Linked DNA regions of Ovis aries: region 1 is linked to region 2. Evidence: chromatin contacts called from public Hi-C data. All regions are on one chromosome and are shown on one strand. The core of a region is the stretch at or near the end of the contact, and the rest is flanking DNA. Distances in the headings are between cores, read along the strand shown. Region 1 has its middle 44 kb from the start of AHCTF1. Region 2 overlaps CDC42BPA (CDC42 binding protein kinase alpha).

Evidence for each region. A called contact is a pair of places that touch in the nucleus more often than the background predicts.
Region 1: a contact with region 2 is called in a Hi-C map of liver, with 10 times the contacts expected there. The contact joins two enhancer-like sites. A contact is called at or near these places in 6 of 16 Hi-C or Micro-C datasets (hypothalamus, liver, omental adipose tissue and 2 more).

What each region holds. Positions count from the first base shown.
Region 1 is chr12:29,647,487-29,651,434 of ARS-UI_Ramb_v3.0, forward strand. No RefSeq gene overlaps it. Among named protein-coding and RNA genes, the nearest start is that of AHCTF1, 44 kb to the right of the region's middle. Within about 2 kb of position 2,110, at least 9 of the 54 cell types and tissues checked have an H3K27ac peak or open chromatin away from gene starts, as enhancers often do. A contact at or near this core is called in liver, where this site is marked.
Region 2 is chr12:29,366,769-29,370,954 of ARS-UI_Ramb_v3.0, forward strand. All of the region lies in intron 10 of CDC42BPA (CDC42 binding protein kinase alpha), which reads right to left. Among named protein-coding and RNA genes, the nearest start is that of CDC42BPA, 170 kb to the right of the region's middle. Within about 2 kb of position 1,728, at least 11 of the 54 cell types and tissues checked have an H3K27ac peak or open chromatin away from gene starts, as enhancers often do. A contact at or near this core is called in liver, where this site is marked.

The sequences.
Region 1 (3,948 bases), core at 860-3,359, 280 kb after region 2:
CCCGAAGTGTGCAAGGTAAGAGAAACTTATTTTAAGATAGATGTTGCTTAAACTTTCCTATATATGAAAATTTAATAATAATGAAAAGATTTGTACAATATCGTATGTGTACAATGAGTTACTGTGTTACAGAGGGGATAAAAAATTAGACTATACCCCATATGCAAAGACAATGCTCTAAAAATAAAGCCCCACAGCAAAAATCAAGGTTTAATTGCTCTATAAGAAAACAGTAATATCAACCCTTCAACCTCTGCTCCTGTTGGTCAAGATTTTAGATTATTAAAAATCCACTTTGGGGATTTTCCTTCAGTGCTAAATGTTGGAAGTGGAGATTGTTTGGGGAAATTTACTGAGCCATGAAAACAAAGACTACTCCCCTCCCCCGCTCTCCCCTTTCTCCAAACACACAAGACACACACATCAGGGATTTTTCCACTTCCTGAGTTAGCACCACCAATAACTCAACTCTAAATAAACATCAGAAGACAGACCGAACCTCAAGAATTCCTGGGATGCAGCTAGCTAGCGGGTCCACAGTGCATCAAGACTGGCTGCAGAAACCCCAGAGCTAGGTCCTTCGTGGGGCTGGGAGACTGGCCTGGACAGATGACAACCAAATACTCAGCCAGCTTGTGAGGGATGAGCTGCCATGGGAACAGCAGGCAGGATGGGTAGGTAGAATTAGGATATCCTGAAACATAGCTTCAAACGCTCATTATGCTGTGAACATTTGAGAAACATCATTAGTAAACTTAGCACAACCTAGAAACACAAATTGCAAGTTGGCTTCCAACCAGGAAAGTGGGCAGGTGGGTCACCATAAGACCAGACAAAATCCTTCCTGGCTGAGGTCCACCTGGATGTGCCTCTTCCCAAACAGCACCCCTCCCCCACGTCTGGAGCTCAGAAGAGTGGAAATGGATGTGCTGCTGTCAAAAGCACACTTAGAAGCACTGAGCTGTGCAAAGCCACCACATCGCCTCCTCTCCTGACCTTGGTCTCACCCCAGCACAGAGATAAGATAAAGCCACCAGTCCTATCTCCTAAATCATTGGTCCTCTGAGGGTTGTTCCTCAGCCAACAGCATCACCTCAGAACTGATTAGAAATGCAAATTCTTGGGTTCCACCCCAATCCTATGGACCAGAAACTCAGAGTCTGGACTTTTAACAAGTTCTCTTGTGGGACTTGTTGATTCTGATGTCACATAAGCTGGAGAACTGTGGTTGTAAATGGAGACACTGCAGGGAACATACAGAGATGCAGTTTGTTGGTTGTGTGCATGCTCAGTCGCTTCCGTCGTGTCTGACTCTCTGCGACCCTGGGGTCTGTAGCCTGCCAGGCTCCTCTGCCCATGGGAATCTCCAGGCGAGAGTGCTGAAGTGGATCGCCATGCCCTCCTTCAAGGGATCTTCCCGACCCAGGGATCAAACCCACATCTCTTATGTCTCCTACATTGGCAGGTGGGTTCTCTTCCACTCGGGCCGCCTGGGAAGCCCCAGTCTGTTGGTTAACCAAAGGCAAACGAGGGTGCGATCAGTTGAGCCTAAACTGTAGCTTGGAGTCAGTAGCTTCATTCTGTACCCTCAGCTCCCTTGAGGGTCAAGCACTGTGTCATCTGGGTCCAGACTCCCCCACCTCCAGTAGCTTTAGAGGGTCTGCCCACTTCCTTTCCCTGGGAACTGGAGCAAAGCACAAGACAAGGCTAGTAATCCATGGTAGAGTCAAGCAGAGACGTCCCCAGGGGACACTATAGCTCCTTATTTTGTTTGTTAATCTTTGGGATCAGTGGTTCACTTCCAGGTCCGGCAAGAATGGTTGGCAAGCGGTGGTTGTTAGGTGGGAGAAACACCAGCCTGGAACACTAAGATCTCACTGTTCTCAGAGGAAACGGCGTGGCCCGGCTGGCAGCTTGGGAGCTGAGATAGCAACCAAGCCACTAACAGAACCGAGGGCAAGAGGGCGCAAAGCAATTGATTTCAGGGGTTTTCTTTTTCTTTGATAAATATAAACGTTACGTAAAAGTCTAAATAATCCTTTAACTAAAACCCACACTGTTAGCATTGTGTCAACTGAGAAGGCAGTGTCTTAAAACTAAAACGACTGGATGTGGCAGTGAGCTGGGAGAGGGTAGGGGTGCAGAGGAGAGAGAACAGGGAGGACAAGACAAAGTATCTCTGAGTTATTTTTTAACCAAGTATGACCCCGTTCTTTTATCAGAAAACATTCGGACTATGAGGTTTTCCACATAGCTACTAATAATAACTTGTCAATTTGCCTAGCTGGAGGCTGGAGAGTTGGAATTTACAAATAATGAAGAGCAGAAAAAGAGCCGAAGAGGAAGCCAGTTCTTTTCCTTGGGAATAAACAGAACATGCTTTTGGACAACCACCCCCTGGGAGGAAAGCAATTGGGCTAGTCCAAGAGAAATTAGGCTATAGATCAGTATGGAGTAAGGCTTTCCCATCTCTGTTTATAGAGCTGGAACCAACCCCGGAAGCCCCAGAATAGAGAGTCATCACCAAGGGCACTCCCCTCCCTGGCTGACCTTGAACTGCGGCTCGGTGCTCTCATCAAGGTTGAGAGGCAGTGACAACATGTGCTGAAGCAAAGTCCATGAGCCTCCAGGGCTCGACCCCAGGGTGGGGACAGATTGGATGTCTCTAGGCTATACAGTTGGTCGCCAAAGAGAACAAAGCCCCACAGTGTTGAGATGACCCTGGAGCAGGTGGAGGGGCCGTCATCTTTGCTCTGAGCCAGCCAGTCTCACAGCTGCCAGAGCAACATGTAGAACCTCCGAAATGAAATCACCTGTGGCACTGAGGCTCTGCTTCTGCTCTTTGATAAGCTCATTCCCTCAGTGAAGGGAAACAATCTATTAAAATACACATGTTCCTCCCTCAGCCCCTCCTGTGAATCTCATCCTTGCTTAAACAAACCCATTTCTCCTACAGGCAAGACAAAGATCAGGGGTCGGGGGAGGGGGTGATAGGGGCAGGGAAGTTCTTTTGGACAGAGGAAGGGAAACTTCCTCGATGACTTGATAACTACTAGGGACTCCCTTTTGTGTGCATGCATGCTAAGTCCTTCAGTCATATCCAACTCTTTGTAACCCTATGGGCTGTAGCCTGCCAAGCTCCTCTGTCCATGGGGATTCTCCAAGCAAGAATACTGGAGTGGGTTACCATACCCTCCTCCAGAGGATCTTCCCGATCCACGGATTGAAACTGTGTCTCCTGTGGCTCCTGCATTGCAGGAAGATTCTTTACCACTAAGCCATGGGGAAGCCCCTCCACCCTCACCTTTTTGTGTACCTGTTGGTGAACTGAATACACTCATTGGAGAGTTCACACTGCCCACTCCCACCCTCCACACTCACCGGCCTGTGCTTCTTCCCAGACTCTTCAGAACCTCAAGCCATGCAATGGAAGTGTGAAGGCTGCTGCCAGAGCAAACTGCCAAGGAAGCCTGCAGAAGCGTTCAGGCTCATTAAGAGCCAATAACAAGAAATGAATTTTTCACCTGGTTTCCTATGGAAAAAAATAATACCAGGGAGAAAAAAAAATGTGTGTATAATACATGTGTGAGTGCATGTGTGTGTGTGTGCTCCTCTCTCTCTTCTCAGACATTTATTCTTTCAGCCAATAAACATTTTTGATACCTACTATGTGCAAAGCTCTGTGCTAGATTCTGTTAACAAACAGGAATGAGACACAGTCCCTGACTTCCAGGAGCTCACAGTCTAGAGGAGACATAAAAACTAGGAAATCGCATTAAAAGTTCTGTAATAAAGGCTCATTCATCTATCCAACAAAGATTTACTGTGCACGATGTGCCAGCCTCAAGTATGAACAAATAATTTTAAAAGCACAGAGGCCACATATAACTACCATTCCTCTTTCAAATAGGAAAGATAGGATAAGAGAGCTCCCATGTCTACGTTCTG
Region 2 (4,186 bases), core at 478-2,977:
AAGGAAATTTTTCAGACTAAAAAAAAAAGGTTCTGGATGGATACATGGATCACTGGGAGAAAATAAAGAATACAAAAAGAGTAAATATGTGGGTAAATAAAAAGATATTTTAAAAATAAATGAGTAGTAAATATTTAAAGCAAGAATAAAATAAAAGTATTGAAAGGTTTGCAACACAGAAACAGGTAAACTATAAAACAATGACATAAGGGCTATTAGAAGGGTCTGATACTGTTTGTGAAGTGGTAAAATAAAACTTATTTAAAAGACATGTAAAGATCTAATGGAAAAAAAATGGGGTTGAATATTGACTGAATATTCAATAGTCAAATAGACAGTAAATATATGAAAAGATACTCAACTTATCTTGTAGATATTACCTATAAGGAAAATACAAATTTAAAGATATTACCTACAAGGAAAATACAAATTTAAAATCATAGCAAAACTCCAATATACAGATATCAGAATGGTTAAAATTTTGAAAAGCTGACAATATCTAGTTCTGATGGGAATATACAGTAAGTGAAACTCATTCATTATTAGTGAAACTATTGATGCAATTAATCACTTTTGAAAACTCTTTGCAATACTTTCTAAAGCCGAAAATACACTATCCCATGATCCAGAAATCCTACTGCTAGGCAGATATCCAAGAGAAATAAGTACATATGACCATCAAAAGAAATACATAACAACATTCACAGAAACCATGTTTGTAACAGTCAGTATCTGGAAATAACTCAAATGTTCAACAACAACAGCTTGGATGAAATGGTCTGAATATCTGTGTCCCCCCCAAAAATTCCTATGTTAAAATCCTATTCAAAAATGATGTAATAAGGAGGTGGGGCTTTGGGAGGTGTTTAAGTTATAGTTACAAGAGTGGAGCCCTCAAAAATGGGATTAGTGCCTTATAAAAAAGAACTCAGGGCTCCCTAGCCATTTCCCTCAGGTGAGGACAGAGCAAGCAGGCACTGGCTATAAACCCTCCCTTGGCCATGCTGGCACTTTGATCTTGGACTTCAGCCTCCAGACCTCGGAGAAATAAATTTCTGGTGTTTATAAGCCATCCAATCTGTTTTATTTTTTAATAAAAGCCAGAAAAATCCAGACATTGGATAATTTTAGTATTTATGTACAATGTAATACTATACTAAGCAGCAGTTTTAAAAAAGGACAAACTACTGATTTACATATAACATGGAAATCTGTGTTATCAAAAAATAGACACAAATGACAATATACTGTATGACCATGCATACTGTATGAATGTAGATACTGTGTGGCTTCAAGAAAAGGTAAAATTAATGCTGAAAAATTCTGAATACTGTTTACTTCAGAGTTGTAAGTTAGAAACTGGGAAGAGAGCATGATGGAACTTTACACTATGCAAGAAATGTTCTATATACTGACTGGGGTGGAGGTTACATAAAGGTACACTAATATAAACATTTATAGGGAGTACACCTTAGGATACTTGTCCACTTTATGGATATCACCGTTTAAAAGTCAAAACTGAGTGACATCAGTAGCAGGTCCCTGAGTCATTCCTTTTTCCTCTCCACTTCAATGTACAATTAATTGGATATCCACAACTGAACAAAAGTGCTTCTGCACTGCACTCACATCTGAGAGTGGGTCGACTGGACCTTGGAGGAGGCTGCAGATCCAAGGTATTGGCAGCAGTGACCTCTCTAGCAGAGGAGGTAGAAAGTGAAAGTGATGAGCGAGTGCAAAGTGGGCTGTGATGAGTGAGAGCAAAGTGGGCTGTGATGAGGCTACAGCTGGAGGATTTCTGAAGGGGAGGGTACGAAAGGAAAGAAGGCAAGCAAAGAGAAATGAAGGAATGCATTTCTTGCTGTCTGTCCACAAATCTCTGAGTTCTTCCACAAAAAGGTCCAGGTACCAAGCATACACTTCCTAGACTCTGCCAACAGCTTTTACCATGCACACACTCCAAACTAGTGGTGAGTCAGCTCCGGGAAGAGAAACCCAAAATTTGTGCTATAGCGCCACCTTTTGGAAAGCAAAAGAAAGGCTTCTGATTGTCACTGGTGAAGGAAAGTGAAAGTCACTTAGTCCTGGCCGACTCTTTGCGACCCCATTGGAGCCACATGCAGCCATAGCGTCCCCTTTCGGAGAAGGCAATGGCACCCCACTCCAGTACTCTTGCCTGGAAAATCCCATGGACGGAGGAGCCTGGTAGGCTGCAGTCCATGAGGTCGCAAAGAGTTGGACATGACTGAGCGACTTCACTTTCACTTTTCACTTTCATGCATTGGAGAAGGAAATGGCAACCCACTCCAGGTTTCTTGCCTGGAGACTCCCAGGGATGGGGAGCCCAGTGGGCTGCTGTCTATGGGGTCGAACAGAGTCGGACACGACTGAAGCGACTTAGCAGCAGCAGGACCGTATAGTCCATGGAATTCTCCAGGCTAGAATACTGGAGTAGGCAGCCTTTCCTTTAACCTTACCTAAATAAGAAAGGTGTTTGCTACTTCAATGTTATGGCAGAGACACATTTCATGGAACACTATGAAAACCCACGTAATACAGTATCCAAAAAGGAAAATGACAATTTTCTAGGCAACCGTCTCAAAGATACAGAATACTGCAATCTAACTGATAAAGAATTCAAGACAACTATGAAGAAATTCAACAAGCGACAAGAAAACACAGAAAGGCGACTCAATGAAGTCAGGAATAAAATTAATGAATAGAAAGAGCACTTATTAGAGAGACTGATATCACAAAAAAGAACAAAACAAGAACTCTGGAGCTGAAGAACTCAGTAAGTGAGAGGAACACTGCGTGAGAAAGTACTGGCAGCAGAACAGGTCAGAGGGAAGAAAGAATAAGCCATACAGAGGACAGGAATGGAGAGACGATCTGGGCGTAAGGGGAGTGAGAACTAGGACAAGAGTTATCAGACTGCATTTAAAAAGTAAAAATAAGAATAATGGGTATTCCAGAAGGAGAAGAGATGGAGACGGGGCAGAGAGTTTATGTGATGAAATAATAGCTGAGAACTTCCCAAATCTGGAGAAAGAACTGGACATCCAATTCTATGAAGCTAATAGAACACCTTGCTGTCCCAATGAAAAAAGACCTTTTCCAACACATTATAACGAAAACTGTCAAAAGTCAATACTAAAGAAAGAATTTTAAAGGCAGCAGGGGAAAAAAGAAAGTATCCTACAAAAGAATCTCCATTAGGTAATAAGCTGATTTCTCAGCAGAAACTCTACAGGAGAGAGCACAATAACATACTCAAAGTATTGAAAGATAAAAGCTCCTAGTCAAGAATACTGTACCTGGAAAAGTTATTCTTCAGATATGAAAGAGAAATAAAGGTTTTCCTAGACAAATAAAAGCTGAGAGTTCACCACCACTAGAAATGCTGAAAGGAGTCCTTCAAACCGAAACAAAAAAGATGAAAGTACGCAAGACTCTGATCAAGGTAACAAATACAGTCAGAATTAGAAAACTGTAACTGTATTTTAGAATAGTATGTTAAACAATCAATTATAGCATAAATGTTAAAGGAAAAGAGCCTTAAAACTTACTATAGCTACTATCATTTGGTAGCAAATTCACAGCATAAAAAGTGATCATTTGTGACATCAAAAATATAATAGGAGATGTAAACTGATGAAACCTCTATAGGTGAGTGAAGATGGGTTGCTATCAGCAGAAAAAGGACTAGTTTATCAATTAGTTATTTTATGTAAATGTCATGGTAAAGACAAAGCAAAAATTTAGAGGAGAGACATCACATAAAAAAGGGAACAATGAGCAAATCACCATTGTAAATCATCAACTTACAAAGGTAGACAAGAAAAGAAGAAGAAAAAACCCAATGGAGATACAAAATAACCAGAAAGCAAAAGATCAATGGTAGTAATAAGTCCTTACATACCAATAATCACCCTAAATGGATTGAATGGATTGAATTTACCAAATGAATGGCACAAGTGGATGACTGGAAAAAAAAGTCAAGTTCCAACTATATGCTGCCTACAAGAGACTCATTTCAGCTCTATCAACAAAAATAAGCTCCAAGTGAAGGGATGGAAGATAATATTTCAGAAAGCAAAACAAAATGAGTGTAGCTATACTTAAATCAGACAAAATATACTTCAGCCACAAACGGTAACAAAGAGACAAAGAAGGTCATTATAAT